6 separate regions of the Mus musculus genome follow, and regions 1, 2, 3, 4 and 6 are each linked to region 5. The links are chromatin contacts, called in public HiCAR-type and promoter capture Hi-C maps. All regions are on one chromosome and are shown on one strand. Each heading gives the region's core, a stretch centred on a gene start, on an enhancer-like site or on the middle of the called end of the contact. The rest is flanking DNA. Distances are from core to core; before and after follow the strand shown.

The links. Promoter capture Hi-C pulls out the DNA fragments that hold promoters and counts their contacts. HiCAR-type assays count read pairs that join an accessible place to other places.
Region 1: a promoter capture Hi-C map of hippocampal neurons shows a contact between it and region 5, with 3 times the contacts expected there. The contact joins the promoter of D630023F18Rik here to the promoter of Zdbf2 in region 5. A contact is called at or near these places in 2 of 39 promoter capture datasets (the HPC-7 cell line and hippocampal neurons) and 1 of 115 datasets of contacts at active chromatin or transcription factors (astrocytes).
Region 2: a contact with region 5 is called in a HiCAR-type map of astrocytes, with 4 times the contacts expected there. The contact joins the promoter of Mettl21a here to the promoter of Zdbf2 in region 5. A contact is called at or near these places in 2 of 39 promoter capture datasets (embryonic stem cells and hippocampal neurons) and 1 of 115 datasets of contacts at active chromatin or transcription factors (astrocytes).
Region 3: a HiCAR-type map of astrocytes shows a contact between it and region 5, with 4 times the contacts expected there. The contact joins the promoter of Creb1 here to the promoter of Zdbf2 in region 5. A contact is called at or near these places in 2 of 39 promoter capture datasets (frontonasal cranial neural crest and hippocampal neurons) and 3 of 115 datasets of contacts at active chromatin or transcription factors (astrocytes, embryonic stem cells and stem cell-derived neural progenitor cells).
Region 4: a promoter capture Hi-C map of hippocampal neurons shows a contact between it and region 5, with 3 times the contacts expected there. The contact joins the promoter of Plekhm3 here to the promoter of Zdbf2 in region 5. A contact is called at or near these places in 3 of 39 promoter capture datasets (cranial neural crest, hippocampal neurons and liver).
Region 6: a contact with region 5 is called in a HiCAR-type map of astrocytes, with 4 times the contacts expected there. The contact joins the promoter of Ccnyl1 here to the promoter of Zdbf2 in region 5. A contact is called at or near these places in 2 of 39 promoter capture datasets (cranial neural crest and hippocampal neurons) and 1 of 115 datasets of contacts at active chromatin or transcription factors (astrocytes).

Annotation. Positions count from the first base shown.
Region 1 is chr1:65,121,347-65,125,277 of GRCm38.p6, forward strand. D630023F18Rik (RIKEN cDNA D630023F18 gene) reads right to left here and starts at 1,868. Exons shown (of 8, transcript NM_001285882.1): 1 at 1,707-1,868; 2 at 11-92. The coding sequence starts at 1,747.
Region 2 is chr1:64,616,339-64,620,406 of GRCm38.p6, forward strand. Mettl21a (methyltransferase like 21A) reads right to left here and starts at 1,426. Exons shown (of 3, transcript NM_025964.4): 1 at 1-1,426. The coding sequence starts at 81.
Region 3 is chr1:64,530,732-64,534,531 of GRCm38.p6, forward strand. Creb1 (cAMP responsive element binding protein 1) reads left to right here and starts at 2,073. Exons shown (of 9, transcript NM_009952.2): 1 at 2,073-2,289.
Region 4 is chr1:64,955,254-64,958,906 of GRCm38.p6, forward strand. Plekhm3 (pleckstrin homology domain containing, family M, member 3) reads right to left here and starts at 1,571. Exons shown (of 8, transcript NM_001039493.1): 1 at 1,442-1,571. Gm51627 (predicted gene, 51627) reads left to right here and starts at 1,326. Exons shown (of 3, transcript NR_165472.1): 1 at 1,326-1,574.
Region 5 is chr1:63,270,700-63,274,672 of GRCm38.p6, forward strand. It overlaps Zdbf2 (zinc finger, DBF-type containing 2), which reads left to right and starts at 2,570. Exons shown (of 7, transcript NM_028673.1): 1 at 2,570-2,773. Gm11608 (a long non-coding RNA gene) reads right to left here and starts at 2,557. Exons shown (of 3, transcript XR_865482.2): 1 at 2,505-2,557.
Region 6 is chr1:64,689,783-64,693,848 of GRCm38.p6, forward strand. Ccnyl1 (cyclin Y-like 1) reads left to right here and starts at 1,563. Exons shown (of 10, transcript NM_001097644.1): 1 at 1,563-1,618. The coding sequence starts at 1,609. It overlaps 2810408I11Rik (RIKEN cDNA 2810408I11 gene), which reads right to left and starts at 877. Exons shown (of 2, transcript NR_038009.1): 1 at 682-877.

The DNA.
Region 1 (3,931 bases), core at 618-3,117, 1.8 Mb after region 5:
CTTGGTTTACCATATCATCTAGAAAGGTGAGTTGGCCTCTTCCTTTAGGATCAAATTCATTTTCCCGAAGTCTGATTCCGATATACTCTCCCCTGAAAAGCAAGAGAGCAGCATTAAACTCTTGGGGGCGACATAGGGTTCCATCCTCAGAAAGAGGCTTTCTTCCTGCTGCCCCTGCACACCCCCAAGACAAAAATGCAACAGAAGTCACTCATGGCCTAGTTGCTATTAACATCCAAATTTGGCTTACATAGTGATCTCCAAAGGCTGCAGGTTTAAAATATCTAATCACAATGAACTTAAATCACATTTATCTTAAAATTAGACACATTGTTAGAATAATTTACAGTTTAAAAAAAAAGGAAGGATTCAAAATGCCAACATACAGAAAAGATTTTTGCAAGAGGAGGGCTAAAAGCCATTGCATAAAATAAAAGATTTCCTGCCAGGCATGGTGGTGCACACCTTTAATCCAAACACTCAGGAGATAGAAGCAGTCACATCTCTTACGGGTATTTGTACTCTAAGAACAGGCCATGACAATAAAGCGTACATTTTTTTGTAAAATTTCCCACAGAACACACTAGCATTAGTCACTAACATACACACACAGAAGATAGCATGTGCAGCAAGAAAATATTTATTCACTCATTTATTCATTTATTTACTTACTTACTCACTTATTTACATGTTATCCATTCATTCTTTTTTTTTTTTTTTTTTTTTTTTTTTTTGAGATAGGGTCTCTATGAGTCATGGCTATTCCAGAATTCTGTAGACCAGATCAGCATCAATTCATAGAGATCCACAAACCTTTGCACCCCCCCCCCCAAGGACTAGGATTAAAGGCATCACAACCATACTTGTCAGAATTGGCATTCTTAGTGTTTTTTGGTGTTGCCTTTTAAACTACTGTTTGTTTTTTGTTATTGTTGTTATCTTAGCATCCAAACACACATGCATAAACATGAATGAATTCTGTACGTGTTTATTCTAGAATTTCTTATAGATTTAGTAAAAGCATTCACTTTCATAGGCAAAGGACATTCGATGGTATCTATGATAAGATCTTTGATGAAAAACATATTCATGTTGTGCCAACAATGTATACAGAATAAAATAAGACTTCCTGTTGTATGATCTGTGATTTTTTTCATCAACATTTGAAAAGTATCCAGTTAAAGGAAAACTGAATGGGATGGAAAAAATGTATGGGAAACTTCATCTTTTTTTTTTTATTAGTCAAGAAAGTTCAGAAGTCAAGAAAACAACAGAGAGGGATCATTTGTTTGCTAAGCTTGGCAATAAAAGCGTCAGATACTGGGCCCTAAGGCACATTTAGGGATTTATACCTTTTGCCAGTAAGTGCTGCCCATTTCAGCGGTGTATCCTGTCCCCCTAGGCTGTAAGAGGTGTCTTGCACATGCATTCTCCTGCAGAAGCATCTTGCCAAGAGATTCTGCATCCTGCCCTGTACCACATGTGCCTGTGTGGCAGGAGACAGAGACTAAAGCATCTGCCCCCCCCCCAAGCAGAGCAGAGAGATACCCCCCCAAGCAGAGCAGAGAGATACCCCCCCCAAGCAGAGCAGAGAGATGATACCCCCCCCCCCTTAGCTTTCTGTCCACCTGCCAATCTAAGAACCATCCGTGAGAGCATTCCAAACGCAAGGCTCAGAAACGAAAGTTATTCTCGGCAATACTCACAGCAGCCTTTTCACCTCCTGCTTCACAAGCCTCCTTTCCATGACGGAAGGCTGTGGCTGAGCAGGTATCTGCAGCTTGACATCCACCGATAGCCTTTAGGAAGAGCAGTTTCTGCAAGCCCAGAAACTACAGCAGCAAATCAGAGGGGATGTGGATTAGGGATGCTGTTGCTACAAATACCAGTCATGGAGTTTGAGGCTGTGGAAGGGATCCAAGACCATCCAGAATTCAGACCTCTTACCCAGCAAGTTCTAGGCAGAAAGTGATCTGGAGGCTAGCCCTGAACCTTGTGCCCATCTGAGATATCATTCCTTTCGAGTTTTAATTAAAAAATAAGCTTAGTAACTAACTTATTTTTGCCTGTGCATATGAGTGTAGGTGTGCATGAACCATGGCACATGTGTGGCTGTCGAAGGACAAGTGTCAGAGGGCAAGGGTCAAGGGATATCATGTGGGATCCAGGGATAGAACGCAGGTCCTGAGGTCTGAGTTTAAGTAGTTTGACCTGCTGAGCTGTCTCACTTGCCCTCTTTCAAGTTTTTCTGACACTCAGTGTGTGTGCAGCCTCACAGTTCTCAACCTTGTAAAACAGAGATGGTTCCTGAAGCAATTGGCAAGGCTCTTTGGGCAGAACCACCCTAACATGTTGACTTGTGATCTGAACGCATTGGAAGTGTCCTGTGTGGGGGTCAACTTGGTGACTCCCAGTGTGTTCACGACAGAGTAACAGCTCATGATGGAACTAATCCATATCCCCATAGCTGGGAGGTCATTTGACAGTTCACACAATAGGGGCAAATGTCTTCCTTCAGTGCCATCCTTTATTTTGAACTGGAAATCAAAGGCAAGGTTATGGGATCAAAGGCTGAAATGTGTCTGAAATGGCACACACAAATTGTTACTAATAAATGAAGGAACTCAGCAACAAATATGACTATAAACTAAATCTGTCAGCATCATTTATATTAATTTAGAAAGATTTGGAGCACTTTGTGATGGCTAGTTTGATGAATCATCGTAGCTGAATTACTATTATTAATATTTGGGCAAATGATATTCTGATGTTTTTATAAAATTGTTTTTTGGATGAGATGAAACATTTAAATGAAATAAACATGTAAACATTACGTTTTAAACTATACATTAAAGGAAAGTATATGTCCCTCCATGATTTGAGTAGCCTTACCTAACTTGTTGAAAGCCTTGAATGAACAAGAGTTGACATTTTCCTAGCAAGAAGGAAGTCTACCAGCAGACAGCTCAGACGCTAACTGCCACTCTTGCTGTGGTCTCCAGGCTGTGTATCTCTGCCATCAAATTCAGAATGACCAAGCATTGATCATTCTACACTCATGGGAACCAGTTTTGCTTTGGTTTTAAATCACTCTCAGTCTGTCTCTTTCCTACTTGTGATAGTTCCGTAGCTGTCTTAGTAAAGATTACACCTGTACACACACACACACACACACACACACACACACACACACACTCACACACACATATTCTCACAAACACACACATATGCACACACACATAAATACATATACTCTTCACACACACATATACACATATATACACACATGTAAACATACATATATTCACTCTCACACACATATATACATACATACACAAACACACACACATGCACATATATTCTCACACACATACACATATATACACACATACATACACTCACTCTCACACATACACATACACACTCACACACACATATACATACATACATACACAAACTCACACACATGCACACACACATACATATACTCTCACACACATATACACACACATATATATACACTACACATACATACACTCACTCTCACACATACATATACACACTCACACACACGCACACACACACACACATATATATACATACATACACACACAAATGCACACACACATACATATACTTTCTCACACATAACACACACACACACACATATATATATATTACATACACATACACTCACTCTCACACATACATATACACACTCACACACACACACACATATATATATACATACATACACACAAATGCACACACATGCACACACACACAAATGCATACACATGCACACACACAGTGCAAACACATGCATGTCTTGCGCGCGCTCAACAGGCCAGGAAGAACGACGCTGCTACAGGATCCTTCTGCACACGTTTATTCAGTCCTGTTTCTTCTTGTTTATATCTCCCTTGTTTTT
Region 2 (4,068 bases), core at 176-2,675, 1.3 Mb after region 5:
CGCAAAAGAGAAGGTGGCGAGAGGCTTATGGAATTTCTGGAGCCCTATTGCCGCGCTCTCCTCATAGGGTACCAGGGCCATTTCTTCTGTCTATCTCTGCTGAGACCTGTCATGCAAAAAGAATCCTGAGTGTCACCAGAGTCAGAAGTTGAGTGCTGTATCTTACTTAAGTAACTTGGAAAAGCTGTTGACGTTATTACAAGTTCAAACTAAGAAATAGACTGAGGTGCATCCAATTTCTTCAACAGCTTTTCCTCCGAGACTTGAGGGAAGTGAAAATTGGCTCTGAATTGGTGTCAACTAATAACTCTGAGGAGGAAACGCCTAGAAATCTCTAACTACTGTGGCACCCTACAGGCTCCTGTTACTACTTGGGCATTACATAAAGAACGGTACACGAAGTGACAGTGACGGCCCTGGGCACCTGATCTGTCTGGACCCAGCTCCCACATTTTTGTTTGTTTGGTCCGCCAACCTACATCCTCATGTTCAGCTAGGACAAAGGAGCCAAATGCGTACTTCTGCTAAATCCTAAGGGTTCGCCCTGCCTTTTGACCCTAGAAGGCTCCCTACGGCAGAGTGGATGGAGTCACCCTGGGGGCTGGAGCGGACAATACTGGCGGACAACCCGCGGGACAAAAAGCACGTCCCGCACGACACCCGGGGGCCACAGATGCGCTTCCCTCGCGCCCACGAAAGAGTCCCGGGAACCCAGCATGGTGGGAGCAGGGCTCTGCAGAGACTCCTTTCGGACCCTCGGGTGGAGGCTTGGCGCCCACACAGCCCGCTGGCCACCCTGCAGTGCCTCCACGTAGATACTCACGGTTCCGGGAGGGTACCCGAGCCGCGCAAGCGCACAGCCTTGCCCAGTCGCTGTGCGGAGCTCCTCCTTAAAAGGCTGGATTGGCAGAAGGCGGTGGAAGCTGGTTCCGGGAAGAGAGACGCGGGTTTCCGGTCCCCTTCCCCGGTACCGCCGCTTTCCCCTGGCCCGTGCTGTGTAGTTCCTGTGAGGCCCTACGGTTTTGGGGCGCCAGGGAGGGCGAGTGCACAGGGGCGTGGGGTGCCTTGCATGGGAGAAAGGCCGACCTTAAAGTGGACAGTTAGTCGGCGACGTTGGCGCCCAAGGATGCGTAGCGAAGTAGAGAACTAAACGTAGTCACCGCGTTTGGTGGCAGTGAAGTGGGAGAGAACACTACCGAGCATCCCTAACCACGGCGCGGCTGGGGAGTGGGCGTGCGACGCCCAGGCCGGGTTTTGAGCCCGACCACATGCGCTCGGGCGCTCGCGTCGCTCCACGCCGCCACTCTGCTGGCCGAAATGGACGCCTTTCTAAATCCTGGCCGGCAGCCTCGGCTGCAAACTCCATCCCCGGACCTGGCCACCCAAGGGTCTCCGCGTGCCGGACCCTGCCGAGCCGCGACCGCCCTCGCCTCTCCCGGCCGGCAGGGGGCGCGCCTGACCTCCACATTCCAGCACCAGCTGCGGGAGACTGGGGACAAGTGGCCTGCAGTAAACTGGGGACCAGTAAGAGCCCTTTCCTCAAGTTACTGAGTTTCCTGTTTGGGTCTTTTCTTCCTCCGTTTTTTCTCTTAGTAAGTTTTCTCCTTACTTGCTCCATGGCTTTGTGCTATCTCGGCTTCTCAGCTTCCCCTTTTCCTTTTCTTATTAAAGCTCACGTTTTTGCGCTAGAGAGAGCTAATCCGATTTCATCAGTGAATACGCACAAGTGAAAAGACCACACCACGTTGATATGTAGTTACTAGAAGAAGAAATACCTTTCTTCCGTGTGTTTTCTGTTTTATTTCTTTCTTTTGGGGACCTAAACTAGGCACAGGAAAGTGTAGACTTTGGGTCAGAAAAACATTCAAAAATGTAAATGGGTTGACCTCCCCAGATTCCTGGGATCTAGCTAACCATTCTGTCTCCCTATTCTCCATCTTTCCACTGAAAATGTATACACACACAGGGGAGGATTGCATACATATGTATATGACTTTAAAACTTCCCCCAAGCTCTCCAGCACACTGCCAACAAGAGCATTTGCAACATTACATTTACTTACCGTGTTCCTTTTGCCCCTCCTAGCTCCCAGAGTTGTAATTATTGCCGACTTGCTTAGAAAGGGCACACATCCGCTTAGGAAAATCAACATCTATAGCAGTGTAGACATTAAAGAGAGCACAAACAGAAACCACTGGTGAGCCTCTAAATATCTGAGAAGAAAGACTTGTTTAATCCTTGGGGGAGAGAGTAATGAGCATTTGATAGAGTACATATTTAAGTGCTCAGCCTGCTATATGGCTGTCTTTAATATGCCCAGGGATTTTCCTATCCTTAGTTCATACTTGACCATACAAATTGTTCTTACCATCAGAACGTGGGTGAAAGAGCCCCTCGCAGCTGGGTAGTTGCTCCTTTCTCACTATCCCAGGGCTTTGGTTTGGTTTAGTTTAAAACAGGATCTCTCTTCTCTACATAGCCTTGTCTGCCCAGGAACTCACTATATATGTACCAGGTTGGCTTCAAACTCAGATGCACCTGCCCCAGACTGGCAAGTGCTGAGATTACAGGTTGTGTGTCACCATGCCTAGCCAAGGCTTGTGTCTTAACATCCAGGCTCTCTTTAGCACCAGGTCCCCGGTTGGAGCTTCACAACTGAAACAGGAGTGAGAAAGAAACCTTTGTAATCGTGGAGAACAGAGCGTGCTGCAGCATTGCTTAGGTGGTACCACAACGGGGGGTGCTAACAACTTGGGAGACTTCCAATGTGAGTGAGGTAGAGGGGCTGGAGAAATGACTTAGTGGTTGAGAGCGCCTTTTGCTCTTGCAAAGGATGCAGGATCAGAACCCAGCACCCACATGATGGCTTACAAAAATCCAAGACTCCACCTAAGTGCCACGGACCCAGTGTCCTCTTCAGTCCCCTGTATGCACAAAGCACACATACCGTAAACATGTATGTGCCCTCAAAAGATTCATACAAAATTAATGAGGTACATGTTTTAGTGTGACTGTTTGGCAAGGTAGGAATTCTTTTGGAGACCTTCAAGGCTTGTAAGATCTTCCTCGTCCTCTTGACTCCCAGGTGTCATTGTCAGTTAAGAGGACTCGACTCCTTAACCACGTTGTACCTCTAAGAACAGAGAGGACACTTCACTGGCAGCCTCCCTTGGTTTTGGTTGTTCAGTTTTCTTTCAGGCAGGTTCTCGCTCTACCGCTTGGCCTTGTCTTAAACTCATGACAATCCTCCTGCCTCGGCTTGCTGAATGAGATGTTGATGTGTGAGCCAACAACCCTGGCCTTCCTTTCAGTTTTTCTGAGGATATGCAAAAGGGTCTACTTTTTGCATTGTCTGGGGTGATTCGGAAATATATCTAAATATAACGATTGTGCTTTTTCCTTATAGAAAGATGCCCTGGGCTCCTTCCTGTGGTCCTTTCCTGGGATATGACAAAACAGGGAACAAGCTTGGTTCCCTTCAGACATGTAGCCTCCCTGTGCCCCTTCACAGAGTGATGGCTGGCTGCCTTCCTGCATACTCAGGGTAGGCTACATACAAATAGGCCAGAGGTAGTTAGCTGACAGTGAAGGAGTTCAGGGAATGCCACACTGAAGTGCAGAGGCTGGGGATGCTATTTTCTATGGATGTTACTAGGGGCTTTCTCTTGAGTTTGCTTCATCTCTTTGGATAGCTTCCAGAAAAGAAACTGATTGTCATATATGCTCTCTCTTGTGAAGCTCCTCAACTAGAGGAGGCAGAACCATAGGAGGTCATTGTCATGTTCAGATGGTTTCTGTCGCTATGAGCAATTTTCCTTACCCAGGAGCTTTTGGGGCTCACCAAAATATTCTCAGACTTTCCCTCCTTCCTCTCACAGCTTGCTCTCAACACCTTCCTCAAGGAGGCCCATGCTCCTGTTGCTCTCTGTAGTCCAGGATCCTCTCTAAGTTTCCAGATCTCATGAAGGCTTAGGGGTATTCATTTTCCTTTCCTCTGGTTCACCCATGCATAAAATGGAATCGCCTTTCCTTCTGTTACAGTCTACTGTCAGCTTGTTCAAAGACACG
Region 3 (3,800 bases), core at 823-3,322, 1.3 Mb after region 5:
CTGACTTGGGAGGGAAAGCGGGAGAAGAGCCTGCAAATAAAGAGACTAGTAAATACGGCTGGGGAACAGAAAGTAAAGGAGACAGATGGAGGAGGGACAAGAGACAAGTCCAGAGAATGGTGCTAAAGCCAGTGTTGATGAAGCAAAAGGGAAGCCACTTGCAGGGCTTTAGGAAAGGCAGTGATCTAACTGAATCTGACTGGCAAATAGACTGGAGTGAGGCAGGGGCAGTTTTAGAGGATGTGGGTAGTGGCCACTGCAGGACTCCAGGCAAGAGACGAAGGCAGCTTAAAAGACTGGTGGAGAAGGCATGGGGACACAGCTCATACACCCAAGTTTTCAGGAAGCAGGCAATCCAGGGGAGCCTAATTGGTATCAGAAGTGGACTCGGTTCCCAATGTATCTGAATGATGTCCTGACCCTTTACTGAGCTAAGAACCGTGGGAGGAAGGGATATGAGAACTCGAGGTGAGTAAGACTACACACTGAGCATCTAGCCAAACGGACCCGGAGCAGAGGCTGCTGGGAAGAGGAATTCAGAGTCCCAGGGTGAGACCTAACTAAGACTGGAGTGTCTGAGAGAAGGCATTTGAAGCCAGTAGAAGAGGATGAGACCACCTAGGGCAAGAGATTACAGTAGGATTGTGGAGGATCCGGGCTCAGATGACTCCTGCACAGGAGTTAGATAAAGGAGAATCTAGTTGTTGAGGAGTAGGGTTAAAAGGAAAACTGGCAAGTGAAGAGGGGAGAGAGTGTTTGGAAGAGTCAAACAGCATCAAATGCTAGGATGGTCTTGAAAATGCAAGATGCAAAACTACATAGACAGGAAGACTGTGACAATTCAGAGCCACTGCAAATGGAGAGAGACAGTAAAAGACAGGTGGAACTCGGAAAGGAGCTTAAGGAGGAAGTTTCTATATTTTATTTATTGCCCACACATACTACTGTGATGTAAGTGCTGAGGTCAAAGGACAACTTATGGGAGCTGGTTCTCTCCTTCTACCACGTGGGTTCTCGAAATTGACCTTAGATTATCTGGCTTGGTGGCAAGGGCCTTTATTCATCTCACCAATGCCACAAGAGTCTTCTTAAAGAGAGGAAGAGACGTTAGCATGCTAAAAGTTCTGGTTAGAAACAAAAGAAAATTAAGCTACTCTTCAGTATAATGTCCTTGGGAAAGCGGGAACGGCTAGGACACACGGAATGAAGGCAAGCTCAGTGTTATAAAACGTCAACAAGGGCTGGCGTCCAGCAGGAACAAAACTATAGGAAGAGGGCTGAACGGCACAACAACAAAAGGTGAAGAACTGGCGGTTAGGGGCAACTCAGAGAGCAGTTGCGGTAGCTTTGAGGCTACGGAAGTCACACTGTCAAGTTCTGGGGTGCAAACGGTGGAAGCCACGCCGCAGCAGCGTGCCACCGCTGCAGAAAGGGCTGAGAAAAGTCAGCACAGGATGTCGCGGGCAGGTAGGGTGGGGATCTGTTTCAAGTGTTGAGAGCAGCATGGCTGATCATTTCTCCAGCCTCAGAGGGAGGACGGTACCCAGTACCTAGGGGCTCTGGCTGGCCGCAAAGCGGAGCTGAATCCCCACATGCCACCTGTGCCATAGCTTTCTTCCCAGCAAAGAACCAGCTCCGGCCCGGCAGACTCCCCTGGCCGGTAGCCGGCGTCTCCAACCTTCCAGCGCCGTCCGCGCGGCTCTGGGCCCTCGCGGCGCGTCAAAGTTCCCGGGCGGTCTGCTTCCGCCGCAGGATCAGACCGCGCGGGGGTTTCCAGCAAGTCCCCGCCACCCCGGGAATCCCCACACCACCCCAAATCTGGCTACACACAAACCCCGCTTCCTCCAAATCTCCTCAGCTGGCGTCCGAAGCCTCCACCCGCCACAGTGAGGCTCGGATCGTGCCTCCAGAGCGGGTCTCAAACCGCCTACACCAGCTTCCCCGGTCAACCCCTTCGCAGCGCCGGGAAGTAGCCGAAGGCCTTCGGCAGGTTCCGCCAGTAGCGCGGGGGCGGGGCCTGTCGAGCGGCTCCGGGTCGAGCTCGGCTGTTTCCGTGAGTGGCCGCTGCGCACTCGGCACTGGGCGGCGCTGGCTGGCTCCCTGGCTGCGGCTCCTCAGTCGGCGGCGGCTGCTGCTGCCTGTGGCCCGGGCGGCTGGGAGAAGCGGAGTGTTGGTGAGTGACGCGGCGGAGGTGTAGTTTGACGCGGTGTGTTACGTGGGGGAGAGAATAAAACTCCAGCGAGATCCGGGCCGCGAACGAAAGCAGTGACGGAGGAGCTTGTACCACCGGTAAGAGGAGCAGGAGGAGGAGGCAGGAGCCGGAGAGAGCCGGGGGGACAGAGGGGGGCCGGGGAGGCGCCGGACACCCGCGCTCGGGGCCTTCCCCTCGCAGGAGGGGCCGCGGTAAAGATGGAGCCTCCGCCCGAGCCCCACAACACCGCCGCCGCTCGCAGCGAACAAAGAATAATGGCGGCGGACTGGAGCCAGCGGCGGCCGGGCGGCAGCGACTCTGCCTGCAGCCAGCGGCGGCGCTCATGGCGGGGGGCGGCCGGGCCGGGGCGGGGTGCGAGCGAGCGGGCGGCCGGCCGCGGCAAGCTGGCGCCCGCGTTCCCGCCGCCGGGCCGGGCCGGGCCCGGCCGTGCCGGGCGCGGAGCCGGAGCCGGCGCGGAGCGGAGCCGCCCCGGGGGAGGCCGCCCGCCGCCGCCCCCCGTTCCTCGCCGCCGCCGCCCGCCTGCTCGCACGCTCGCTCGCCCCGGCTGTGCCGGGCTGGCCGCCCGGGCCGCCGCCTGGGTGCCCGTGGGGGGTGGAGGAGGAGGAAGAAGAAGGAGACAGTTGAGGGCAGAGGAGGTGAAGGTGCTGCCGCCTTCGCGGCGGTGCCCGCTCGGCGAGCCGCAACGTCCGACCTGCTTTCCTCTACAGCGCTCTTTGTGCAATAAAGTTCGAAACCCAAGGTTTTCTCTGGTGCTGTATTTTATTCTTGCCCCTCTCCCCGGCTCCCACGCGGTCGGAGAAAATGCTGTTTTCTGCCCTAGGCTGTTTTAAGGGTTTGGGGTTTTTTGTTTTTGTTTTGTTTGGTTTGTTTTTGTTTTTTGTTTTTTTTTTACTATTTCCCTCACCCCTCGGCTTTGAAGATGAAGAACGAATCAGTAGTCCTGGGAATGCATTCTTTTGGGAAGGAAAGAGGTGCTAAGAAAACATACATGTAATAACTTTTTGCAGAAACTGTTGGGATCTTGTAAAAGGGAAGCTGGTGCTTGAAAACAGTTTCGGTTTTAACCCTTTCCACTAAGATAATGATCACTTGAGGTCAATCATTCTGAAACCCTTAGAAATTATCGAAGGGGAAATTAGTATTAGCGAAGGTACTTTTCGTTTTCTGTCATTTGAAGGGAGGCAGTCTTGCCAAGGTTTTTTGAGTCATCCGTATCTCCCCTTAGCCTCTGCCATGCTCCTCACACGCTTCTGTCTGAACTTTAATGGAGGATTGATATAATTCTCACTCTAAAAATAGTTATTGAAACTATCCATTATTTGTATATTGCCGTAGGTAATCCCAGCCTGAGGTTGATGGCAGTTTAAGCCAGCAGGGGTTGTGGTGTTCCTTTTTTTCCTTCACCTAGAACATCTGCAAAGGGGACTGTCAAAAGTCATTGACACCTTAAAGATCCAAAGACATTTTTAAAGGGCATTGCAGTATGACCTATTTAAACCTGCCATATCTTCTCAAAGTTAAGAGTTTGATCCTAGCCTCAGTTTTGCACCACATCTGCCTTCAAAAGATCTAGCACAAAATACCTTTG
Region 4 (3,653 bases), core at 321-2,820, 1.7 Mb after region 5:
TCCACGCCTTCCCGAACACTTGACAATTATTCATCTGCTTTTCAGTAGTGGAATATTTTAATTTGATATACTCATCAAACACTTATTCTAGGTACTGTTCCAGGGGCTTTAAAAACATCAAGTGGCACATGCCTTTAATTCCAGCAGAGGCAGGTGGATCTCTGTGAATTCAAGACCAGCCTAATCTACATAGCAATTTCCAGGCTAAACAGGGTTACATAGAGAGACTCTCTCAAAAAAAACATACATATTTAATAACTCATTGAATCTTTGATGAGGTGGCTATTATTCCCATTCTACAGATTAGGAAACAGCTAAATTGAGTAAACTTTCCAGGATGACGAAATGAGAAAGTGACCAAACAAGAATTTAAGCTGAAGTAAGCTTTCAGGATCTTGCCAGAACAATAGCATTGTTAAAGTACTTACTATAAAGACAAACACACAAGTTATTGATGTTATTTCTTGGTACATGACATTTACACACTTCGTGTCAATTTAACCTAATACTTGACTCCTAGTGAAGTTAGATTATGTTACCAAGGTAACACATGTATATTGACCTTTTAAAGACCTCATTTTTGCTATGGTATTTCTTTAAGTAAATGAAATAAAAACTACTTGGTGTTTTAAGCAACCACTTATAACGTGTACTATTCTATAATGCTGTATAAGTACAAGTCACAATTTATTATGATTTGTTGAAAATATTTTACAGGAAAAACCCAGAAGTTTCTTTCTAGTTCCATGGATCAAAGAAAAAAAGGGGAGGAACTAAATAACATTTACAATAATATATCTCAATCTTTTTAACCTGTAAAGGCGCCTTGCTTTGCAAACTATACATATAAGCCCAGCCTCTATTTGTCTTCTGAAATCAGAATTTTTTTTCCAGCTTAAGGGCCTGAGGACTCCTTATCTTGTTTTGTTTGTTTTGTTTTTGTTTTCTAGCTTAATAAGCTTTTCATACAAGACCAATCTATCATTAGTCCTGTACTGTCATTTACTATACATTCAAAATGGGCTCAGTCAATAGAAAGAACAAACGTAGCGTTTCTCTGGGGCTAAAAGCTCTACTGGGGTTTGGTTTCTATGATCGCTGGGGAGGGGTTACTAAAAACAACGCAGAAACAGGATCACCTTATTCAACTACTTTCTAATTTGCGTTACTTGATTCACAAAAAATAAACACCAGGTCATGTCTTCCTCCTCACTTAGCCACCCACAAATGAAGTGCTATCCCCAGCGCGAAATACAACAGAAAGCGGTGCGTGGGAAGAACCCCGGCGACCCCGGGGAGCTCCGGGGATGCGTCATCCCGTCCCCCTCCCCGCCCAAGGCCGCCGTGAGGAGGATGCTCACCGCGGCTCTGGTCCCTTCTCCCCTGCGGCCTGCAGCCGACCCCCGGCAGGACCCCGACCCGGGCAGCCCGCCCTCCTCACCGCCAGCGACTGCGCTCCAGCTGCCGACCATCCCGGCCCGGCTCTGTTTACAAGCGGCTTCTCGCGGTCCCACGCCCAAAAGCTTCCCCGCGGCAGCCCGGCAACAGGATCCGATTACACAGAGTTCCAGCCGGTGAGGACCGGTCCCTCCTACGGGAGGAGCAGGCGGTCGGGCGGGGCCTGACCTCCTTATCTTATTGTTTGCTTTACAGCCTTTATCCCAGGCTTGGTCCCTTCCACGTTCTTCCCAAGACCGAGGATGTTTGCAGTTAAAACTGTCACTTGGAACCTACCAGGGCAGGGCCAGCTAGCAGCAGTTGCTAAGAATAAGAGAATTTCTCAGAAATAATGCTTTCCAAACATAGGAATGAACTGCTTGTCATCTTTGGATAGGTGCACGAACTGCTTTTCATCTTTAGTTAGGTTCACGGTTTTAAAGGATGTGGTTGAGGGGAAATGTCTCTAACCTGGCTGTGGATTCCTAGTCTAGCAGCTAGGGCTTAGGGAAGGGCAAGAAGTCACCTCTCCTGAGGTCTGCTGGTAACCAGCCACTTTGCAAAGACGTGCAGTTCCGGTTGGATGAATCTTCCTTTCAGTTTTCAGTCTTAATTTGCCATCACAGCATACTTCTTAGTCGGTTTTTTTTTTTTTTTTTTTTTTCAATTAAGCTTAGTAAGAGAGGGGCGGGGGCGGGGTAGCACACACTTTTAATCCCAGCACTGGCACTGAGGAGGCACAGGCAAGTGAACCTGTGTGAGTTTGAAGCCAACCTGGTCTACACAGAGAGTTCCGGGCCAACCAGAGCTACAGGCTTTGTCTCAAAAGCAAAAGCAAGCCAAGCAGTGGTGTCACAAACCTTTAATCCCAGCACTCAGGAGGCAGAAGCAGGTGGATCTCTGTGAGTCTGAGCCCCTCCACCCTTGTCTACAGAGTGAGTTCCAAAACAAAACAACAACAAAAGCAAACAAAGCACAAACAAACGCGTGTAAGTCAATGACCAGTATCCATATTCTGTTTAAAAATGGAGAGAATTAGGACTCAACAGGATATATAATATTTTTTTTGAAAGTCAAATCTTTAAAAAGTACAGAATCAAATTGTGATTGGTTGAATAGATTTGGCTCCCATAGACTCATGTTTCAATGCTTGGCCATAAGGAATGGCACTATCAGAGGTGTGACCTTATTGGAGTAGGTACATTCTTGTTGGAGGAAGTGACTGCTACTTAAGCCGGCTTTGAGATTGCTGTATACTAAGGTATAGGTATATTAAGCTCTGCCCAGTATGGAATCAGAGCCTCCTCCCAGCTGCCTGAAGTAGACTGTCTCCTTCTGGTTGTCTTGGCATCTAGATGTCGAACTCTTGGGTCTTCCAGCACTTGCCTGTACACTGCAAAGTTCCTGCCATAATAATAATGGACTGAACTTTTGAAGCTGTTAAGCCAGCCCCCAATTAAATGTTTGTCTTTATGAGAGTTGCCTTGGGCCGGGCGTGGTGGCACACACCTTTAATCCCAGTACTTGGGAGACAGAGGCAGGCGGATTTCTGAGTTCGAGGTCAGCATTTCTGAGTTCGAGGTCAGCCTGGTCTACAAAGTGAGTTCCAGGACAGCCAGGGCTATACAGAGAAACCCTGTCTTGAAAAAAACCAAAAAAAAAAAAAAAAAAAAAAAAAAAAAAAGAGTTGCCTTGGTCATGGTATCTCTTCACAGCAATGAAAATTCTGACTAGGACAGAAGTAGAGATATGTTTGTCTAACTAAAACACAAATTCATAACATATAGCTTCCCAAATATTTACTATATAAAATTCCAAATATAGTCCGTAGTCAGGAGACTAAAAGACACTGAAACAAGAAACACAATAAAGTAGTTACGATTTTTACCCTTGTTTAAAAAAAGATGATTCCAGCATCATCTGTACTGGAACTTCATTACTGAAAGCAAATTCAGAGTGTAACAACTTAGATTTAAGAAAACAAACCCAAACATTTATTGTCTTTAAATCTATGTTTGTGAAATGACTGAATTTACTTCTGATCACTAACACAGGAATCCAATAATTCCATCTGAGAAGCTGTTGACTTCTGGGCTAGTCAACATCTGGGAATATTTTGTTCTTTTAAATTCAAAATAGTTACATTCACATCAGCACTCAAAAGGCAGTCAGCTGCTGCCTTTGTCACTATGTTAATAGACTGTGTTTTTAGAGAA
Region 5 (3,973 bases), core at 1,320-3,819:
GCTAGGATGACATTGGAAGAAAAATTATGTGTGTCCCATAAGACAGGGATAGTTTATTTTCTTAACATGTAAAACACCCTCCCAGACTTTGCACATTATATATACATTAGTGTATATAAGAAGAAATAGAAGTAAAAGTGGTTAAGATGTTCCAAAAAAGCTTTCTCAAATTCAGACCTTAATTTTTGTGACTCATGTTTTGAGTCAGCTGTTGATTGCTGTGATTTTTTTCCGTGCAGTTCATCTTCTGTGACATGAAAATGCTGGTGATAGGCAAGATGACTCAGCTTGCCATGTAAACCTGACAACCCGAGTTCAAACCCTGGGACCTGTGATGAAGAGATGTGGCTCTTTCAGTCTCTGACCTCTACTTGGTCTTTTTGCTGTAGGAGCTCCGTGCCTGGCATACCTACACATGCATACTGACTCTCCGTATAATATTTAAATTATAGATATAAGTTAAAATGTTTTAAACTGCTAGTAATGCACAAGATCTTAGTCATTCAAGCAGCTAGCCCAACCTCTCCCTCGAATTTTGGCGCTGGCACCTTCTTGATCTAAGTAGGAGTCAGTGACTTCAGGTGATCTCCAAGCCATCTTGTCTCTCTTCAGTGTTTCTGATTAAAGTTGAAAAGGGATTATAAGTGGGCTGCTTGACTCAGTTAAAAAAAAAAGAAAAAGAAAAAAGAGATATTCAAGGTGGACTTTTTCCTTTTTGTTTTAGTACTGGATTAGCTTTATAGTGTGTGTGTGTGTGTGTGTGTGTGTGTGTGTGTGTGTGTTGAGTTAAAGTCTTGCTGGGTAGCTCAGGCTGGCCTCACATGTGAGATCCCCATGCCTTCTGGGTGCTGGGGATTGCAGGAACATGGCACCTTGCCCAGTGGGGCTTGTCGTTTCACTGTTCAGCCACAGGTCCCCCAAAGCACTGAGAACTAATGTTCTTGCTGAGCAACTGGGTACTGGCATCAAGGCAATAGATTTTAGCCCATCTTGTCACCCTCATCTCGGAAGTGCTGGGGAAACTGATTTTGGTTTTAGAAAAATCCTCCTTTCAAAAAAAAAAAAAAAGTCATCCCTTTCCCCAGGAAATCTTTTCCACATTTATTGTGTGTGTGTGTGTTCCTGTGCGCTTGAGCTGTCTTGAGCTAGAAGCTTGCAAGTTGTTTTCAAGTTTGAATGGCGAGATGTCTAATACTTCCCTTCCTTGTAGGGTTGCGGGTTTCATTAAACAATGCATTTTTACTCGTTTGAAGCAAGAACAGTTTTAAACAGCTGCACACATCTTTTGTATGTGGTAGCAATACTGCCATCTGGCCAACAAAATCAAGAGGCCCCAAGTTTTTAAGATGCATTCTGATTTTGGAGATGTTGAAGTGGGAAGATTAAAAAAAAAATGTGTGCTTTAGCTGAAATACAGTTATGTCAGGAGAAAAGGGTTAATTCGTGACTGGGTTTCGTCGATAATTCCAAGGCTGACAAGTGTAAAACATTTCTCTTAAAGACGTTTGTATTTTTGGTGTTTTACAAGAAATCTAGAGACTGGGAATATATACATCAGGGTTTGGCTGGAATGTGTTGTGTGTTGAGTGGCTGGGATGAGTCTCCAGAAAGGCCGTGCCAACAGCACCACGAATACTTTTACATAAAGCATGGCTCCCTAGCCTTGAGCGGTACTTGTACTTTAAGCACTTAGGAGGGCAAAGCAAGAGAATTAAGAGTTTGAGACCAACCTGAGCTACTTAGTGAACACCCTGTCTGCAAAAGAAAAGGATGTGTGTGTGTGAAGGAAATATAGCTTTCAGAGGCTGTTCTTATTTTAGGTAACGATTATTTTCTTCATCACAGACTCTTAGTACATATTCAGTAGTAACTGATTTAGCTTTGTGTCTCCCCATAGCACTTGGTTTTTGCTCACTACTGCTTTTGTAGAAGATAGGGCAGTGAATGTACTTGAGGGCAAACAGATATTTGTTAATTTTCGTAACCCTTTCTTGTGCTTATTAGAAGTCTGAATACCTTGTCTCTTTAAAGGAACCCGGGTCTCCCCTTTTGTTAAAGGGGGCTCATTGGACTCATTTTACAGTTACCCTTCAGCAGTGAAACGCAGAACGCGATAGCAACCTTAAAACAGTGTCTAGCCCTGAGTAAACGGGTCTTTGAAAAGCAGCTTTTGGTTGAGGCACCTCACTGCAGACTCTGGGCAACCAAGCTCTTCATTAACCCCTTGAACGCCATTCTCCTTGCCCGAATTCACATGTTGCTTCGCGAGCCATTTTTCATCTGGTCACTTGGGACTTAACTTCTCCAAAAGCTGAAGCTTGGCTCTGGGTCCCGGTCCCAAGCCCCAAACCCCAAGCTCTGATTCGGGCGGGGGGCGCGTGGGGCGGCGCCTGCAGGAAGTGTGCGCTTTAAGAGCGGGAGGAAGGGGCTCGCAGCGGCGGGGGCTGGCGCGGGGGCCGGGGGCGGCGCCGGGCCGTGCGTCAGAAGGGGCCCAGTGTTCGCACCTTCGCTGACGTCAGAGCTGCAGTGGGGCTGCGGTGCCTTGGCCAGCCCGTGCCAGCCCGAGCCCAGTCGCGACTCGGAGCCCGCGTCGAGCGACACGCGCTCCGCTCCGCTCCGCTCCTCCGTTCCGGGCGGGCGTGGCCCGGGGCCCGGCGGCTTCGGGACGTTTCGGGGGTCCTCGCGGCGCGGCGGAACCCAAGCGGCGGGCAGCGCGCCCAGGCCGGCCGCGGCCCGCAGCGGCCCGGAAGGAGAGCAGGAGGCATCCACGGAGGTGAGTGCCGTGGCGGGGCGGGCCGTGGCGGTGTGCGGGCCGGGAAACCCGCTTCCTGCCCGGGGGCGGCGTGGACGGCTCGTCCGGACTCCCGCGCTCGCCGCGACGGACTCGGGCGGCCTCACGGCGCGCAGCCCCGGGGCGGCTGCGGGGCACGGCGGAGGGAGGAGGTGAGCCCTGGTGGCGGCAGGGACGCGGGAGAGGCCAGGGCGGGCAGCGGGCGGCGGGCGGCGGGCGGACCGGGCCGCGCGAGGCATTCGGCGCCACCTGTCCACACACCCCCTTCGCCGCGTTGCCTGCGCGCTCGGTCCCCGGCCTTCCCCGCCGCGGAGTTTTGCTGGGGACCGTCGATGCTGGGTCGTGTGAGTGTGTGCGTGTTACCGATCGCTTTGCTGCCGTCGTGCAACAGTTGTGTAGAGCTGGTCAGAGACGCCATCGTCGTCTTTACTTGCTCCCAAGAAGGCCCTTTCCAGGTTCTACGGTTTTCTGACGACAGTTATGGGTAGCTCGGGAAAGAAAAAGAAAAGATGCAGGTCGCAAGGCACTAAAAACGGTTTTCGTCCCCAAATGATACTGTTTTTTTTAAATACGTGTATTTGTTTTTGCTGCAGTTATATGCTTCGAGGGGCGGCGAGGGGCATGGAGAAAGCCCGTAGCAAATCTCATCCACTAGAGAGAGTCCATTAACAATTTCAGATTATCAGCCCCTTCTTTTTGAGAATGTATACGTTCATGTACTTGCTTCATGTGCGTGTTTTACATAAGTGTGGGTGTTTATTTTTCGTTCTTTTCACTTAATACATCGAGGACTTTTTCTGTATGGTCTGAAACCAAAGCGTTACATGCTAGCTAGAAACTCGTTGAAAATTTGATTACGTATCACTGCAGTAGCCAGCCCATTGGCTGGAAGAAAGCTGAAATCAGGGTAGCAACCGGTTTCTATAACATATTGTTTACTCTTCCTAATAATTTGGGGCACTGTTTTTCATACCTGTTGGTCAATTGAGAGACTGATGTAGTTATTCATGACTAACATTAAAAAATGAATTAAGATAACAAAAAATGCCAGAATGTATACAGCTAGGGTATTGTTTTGTGAAACCTTTAAAAACTGCGTGTGCGTGTGTGTGCATGTGTGTGTGTACGCGCGCACTCTCGAGCATTGGGTTGTAATATAAAAATGTTATTGCTTCCTATGGT
Region 6 (4,066 bases), core at 313-2,812, 1.4 Mb after region 5:
CTCTTCCTTAAAATGAACACTACCAAGCACCAACAGTCTCTGTCATTTTCCCTAACCGTGACTTCCTTTCACAGGTACTCGGAGATAAACCTGGAATCCAGACTATTCTGGCCCCTACACGAGCAGTAACCTTGTCATGTAACCTTGAGAAAGTTACTCAGTTTCTGCATGCTCCCCCTACCCTGCCACCGATCAGTAAAATCTGGGAGATCGAACATTGGACTGCTCTTTAGACTTAGCGCTAAGGGAGCTCGGTTGGCATGGTTGGCAATACTTGGTGCATGCTAAAGGTCAATTGCTCTCTACCATCCCCATCACTTAGGACTGTGGGCACCCCACAGTGTGGTTCTCTATTTTGTGGGAGAAAACTGTTCTCTGCATTGCTAGTTAAAGAAACAAAGTCTGGAAACTCCTGTCTTGTGATGGCAGAAAACAAGCGAAACCGGAGTTGCTGGCTCCCAGCTTTTCTGAACCGAGAGTTTGGTCCTTATTTGACGTACGAGGAAATTGAAGAGTGACGTGTCCTCGGGTTTCATGCAAGACACAGTCACGACTCTTTATTGAGAGTAAGGAGCGAGCCCCGGGGTTGCTATGGCCAAGTTGCAAGCGAGAACGTAACACTGGGAAGACAGGAGAAGAGCATTTAGCCATATACAACCGGCTAAGTCCAGTGCAACTTACTTGGGTGAGCAAAGGGAAGCTGTCAAACATGGAGAGACCAAACTGCTGACAAAACCAACTCTTCACCAGGCCGGACCTTCGGGGCCCGCCTTGAAGGGCGGCCTCGAGTAACAAACTGCCGCAGCTCCCCAGTAGGAGCCGGACTCGGCGCAGCTCGAGATGAATGGAAACCAGAATTCGCGCGGCTCAGCTTAAGGGACGGGGCGGGGCTTTGTGAGTCACGTGCCTGGGCCGTAGGCGGGTGCGTGGAGGGAAGTCCGGGTCTGATTGGCTACCCGTCACCAGGTGACCGCGGAGCGCGTTCCGGTTGGCAGGAGCCGGCTAGCGGCCTTCAGTTCGGAGGCGGCGACGGAAGGAGGAGGAGCTCCGGCCGCGCTCTCGGCCCGCAGTGGCTGCGTCTCCCAGCGCTTGTCGGGTCCCCACCCCTTTTAAATAAGCCGGGCTGGTCGCCGCCCTCGCAGACTAGTCCGCTGTGGGGAGGCGGCGGCGGCGAGCCGGCGGGGGTGCGGCCGAGGCCGGAGCCCTGCCCCGGGCTGGGCGGCGGGGCGGGCGGGCGCGCAGCGGGCGCGGCGGCGAGTGCGGGCGGGCGCAGCCCCGCTCTGCCCGGGGCTGCCGGCGCCGACCGCGCCATTGTTGGGGGAGGGGGCGGGCGCGGAGTCCGGGGCGAGCGGAGGCGCAGGCGTCGGCCGAGCGGAGCGGACGCTCCCCATGGGGAACACGCTGACCTGTTGCGTGTCCCCCAATGCCAGCCCCAAGCTGGGCCGGCGCGCGGGGCCGGCAGAGCCCGACTACGAGTCCGAGGTCTACGAGGCGGCGGCCGGGGACGCGGTGGCGGTAGCGCCGGCGCCCGCTGCGGCCGTGGAGCCCGCCGAGTTGGATTTCGGAGCCGGCGAGGGCCACCACCTGCAGCACATCAGTGACCGAGAGATGCCCGAAGGTGAGGAGGCAGCGGGCGCGTCCGGGCCGTGGCGCACCTCTGGCCTCCACCGACTCCCTGGGTCCCGCTGGGAGGCGGCCGCCGCCTCGGGTTCCTTCCTGCCGGGATTATTCCTGGCGCAGGCCTGGACACCGGGAATGAGGGCTGTGGCTCGTGTTCCCACCCCTTATTCTTTCTCGGCCACGTCTGGCCAGTTTCTCTCCCACCCCTACGCCCAGTTCTTCACTCTTCCCATTCTCTCATTCTGACCCGGGACCCTGTACCCGGCACCGCTTCCTCTTTGTACTGCTGTGTACCGTCCAGTGGAACTTAAGACTTCAAGAGACTATAATTGCCCCTTTTCTTAATAAAACTCCCAGGTACCCCTAACCTCAGAATAGCCATCCCATCTCTCTGTCCTTACTTAGGCAGATGGTACGTAAGGTAAGAGCATAATGTTCCTCTTGCTCTGAACGAGTTGAGTAACTGATACTAGAGCAATCTAGATTCAGCATGGTTAAAGATTTCTTATTTACGTTCAAGTAGAGATTGCCACCAAAATGTGTATGGTATTAAGTAGGATTTTGAAAGTAGCCTCAATAATAAAGGTTGCTTTATTACTTTCAGTTATAGTTGGAACACAGAAAGAGGAGACTTCTGTGAAAGATGTTAGTTTCTTTCCAGGCTTCAGAAAAGTACTGCTTCCCCTCCCTAACAAGGAGTAGTTCTGCTTGCTTTAAAATTATCATTTTGGTAAATACATCGCCATTTAACAAATTTCATTTATTTTACCTCTTCCAAAGGAAGCAGGGTGGGGAGAGATTGTTCATTGGGCGTTTAAATGGAGCCAAAAGCTTAAATTTAGCTTTAAATTAGTAATGTAAAGGTTTGGGATTTAAGAAGACAGCCCCCTGCGGGTGCCTGTAATATTTGTTTCTATGGCTCCATTTCCCTGCACACCTTCAGCCTGGAGGTTCTTACTTGGTGCTAAGAAAGTTGAAGCTCGAAAACTGATCCATTGCAGGGTGAGCTGGCTGGGTAGGTAGGAGGGAGAAGAGGAAATACTTGGTGTTTTATAATTATAAAATTTTTGAAAATCTGTGAATTGGGTAAAAAGTAATTCTAGATAGCAGTGTGGTTATTGAATGAAGGCTACAGATCTATAAGACAACGTATCATGAGATGTTTAAGCTACATTGGCTTGTTGGCTTCACTACAAATGAGTTCCTTTAGAATAACTTAAGGCCCATGATCGATACACTTTTGTAACTTTTTGTAATAGTCAAATGTTGTAAAAGAATGTAAAGGTAATTGTATCTTTAAACAGTGGAGTGTGTGTTTATGAAAACTGTCCAGTTTCAATGTTGTAAGTTAAGCCTCTGGATTTACAAACAGTATATGGGTAGTGTTGAGTGAGAGTCCAAATAGGACCTTTTTATAATTCTTGAGGGATTACAGCACAGTATCATGTATGCCTATTTGTTCCTCCCAGATACAAAGGAAGCCTGTATGCATTCTCACTGTATTGTTGATGAGGATGCAAAGTTAAGATATGACTGAAACTGCTTCTGCATAGAACTGCTCTAAACTGTGGAGGTGGAAGATGTGCTGTGGAGGTGGGAGATGTGCTGAGTTGGACTCTTAACAGGAAAAAAAAATCTTGTCAAAATGTCTATTGTATTTTGACTTGTACAGTAGAACATGTGGTACGTGGTCCTCCCCGTCTTAGTCTCAGTTAGCTGATGCAGAGGCAACCTTTCTTTCCTTAGATCTCGTAGCTCATATGTACTCTCAGTGAAAGAGGAAAGAAAAGGGCAGGTAAGAGTGGGACCTACATTGATCCTGTAAGTGGGTCTGTTCTGCTAACTGTGAGTTGAAGCTGAGAATGCTTTGACAACATTAAGAAAGGCTGGCAAGAGGAATGTCAGCATAAAGTTATAGGACAGGAAATGCTTAGAAGTTTTTGTAAAATAAGTGTGTGTGTGATCATAGAATTTCAGTTTACTAATGTGCCCATTAAAATTTCAGTTCAGTATTTTCTCTAAATTTCATTTTTAGATCTGGAGGACTAGTTTAAGTATAGCAAATACAAACTCATAGGCTTGATCCTTAGTGCTGCCAAAACTGTCAAATTAAATTCCTTGGCATTCACTACAGTGATAAGAAATGTCAGCATTTGACTGGATCAAAGCACCAAATATATATAAACACATGAAAATTTTCATTTAATATCTTTATTTTAGAAAAAAGTTTTATAAGTTTCCTTGGAATCTGAGAAATATTTATTTAGATTTAAAGGTAGCTTTTTATTATAATGAATTGTTTTGACTTTTTTAGATAAAATCATAAATGATGTTCTCTTTTCCTTTGAAACATGTAGGGCATTTAAAGTCACTTTCCAGACTTTCTGATTAGTATTCCCTAACCATTGGCTCTAGCACTGTATCTGATATAACTGATGGGAAGTGA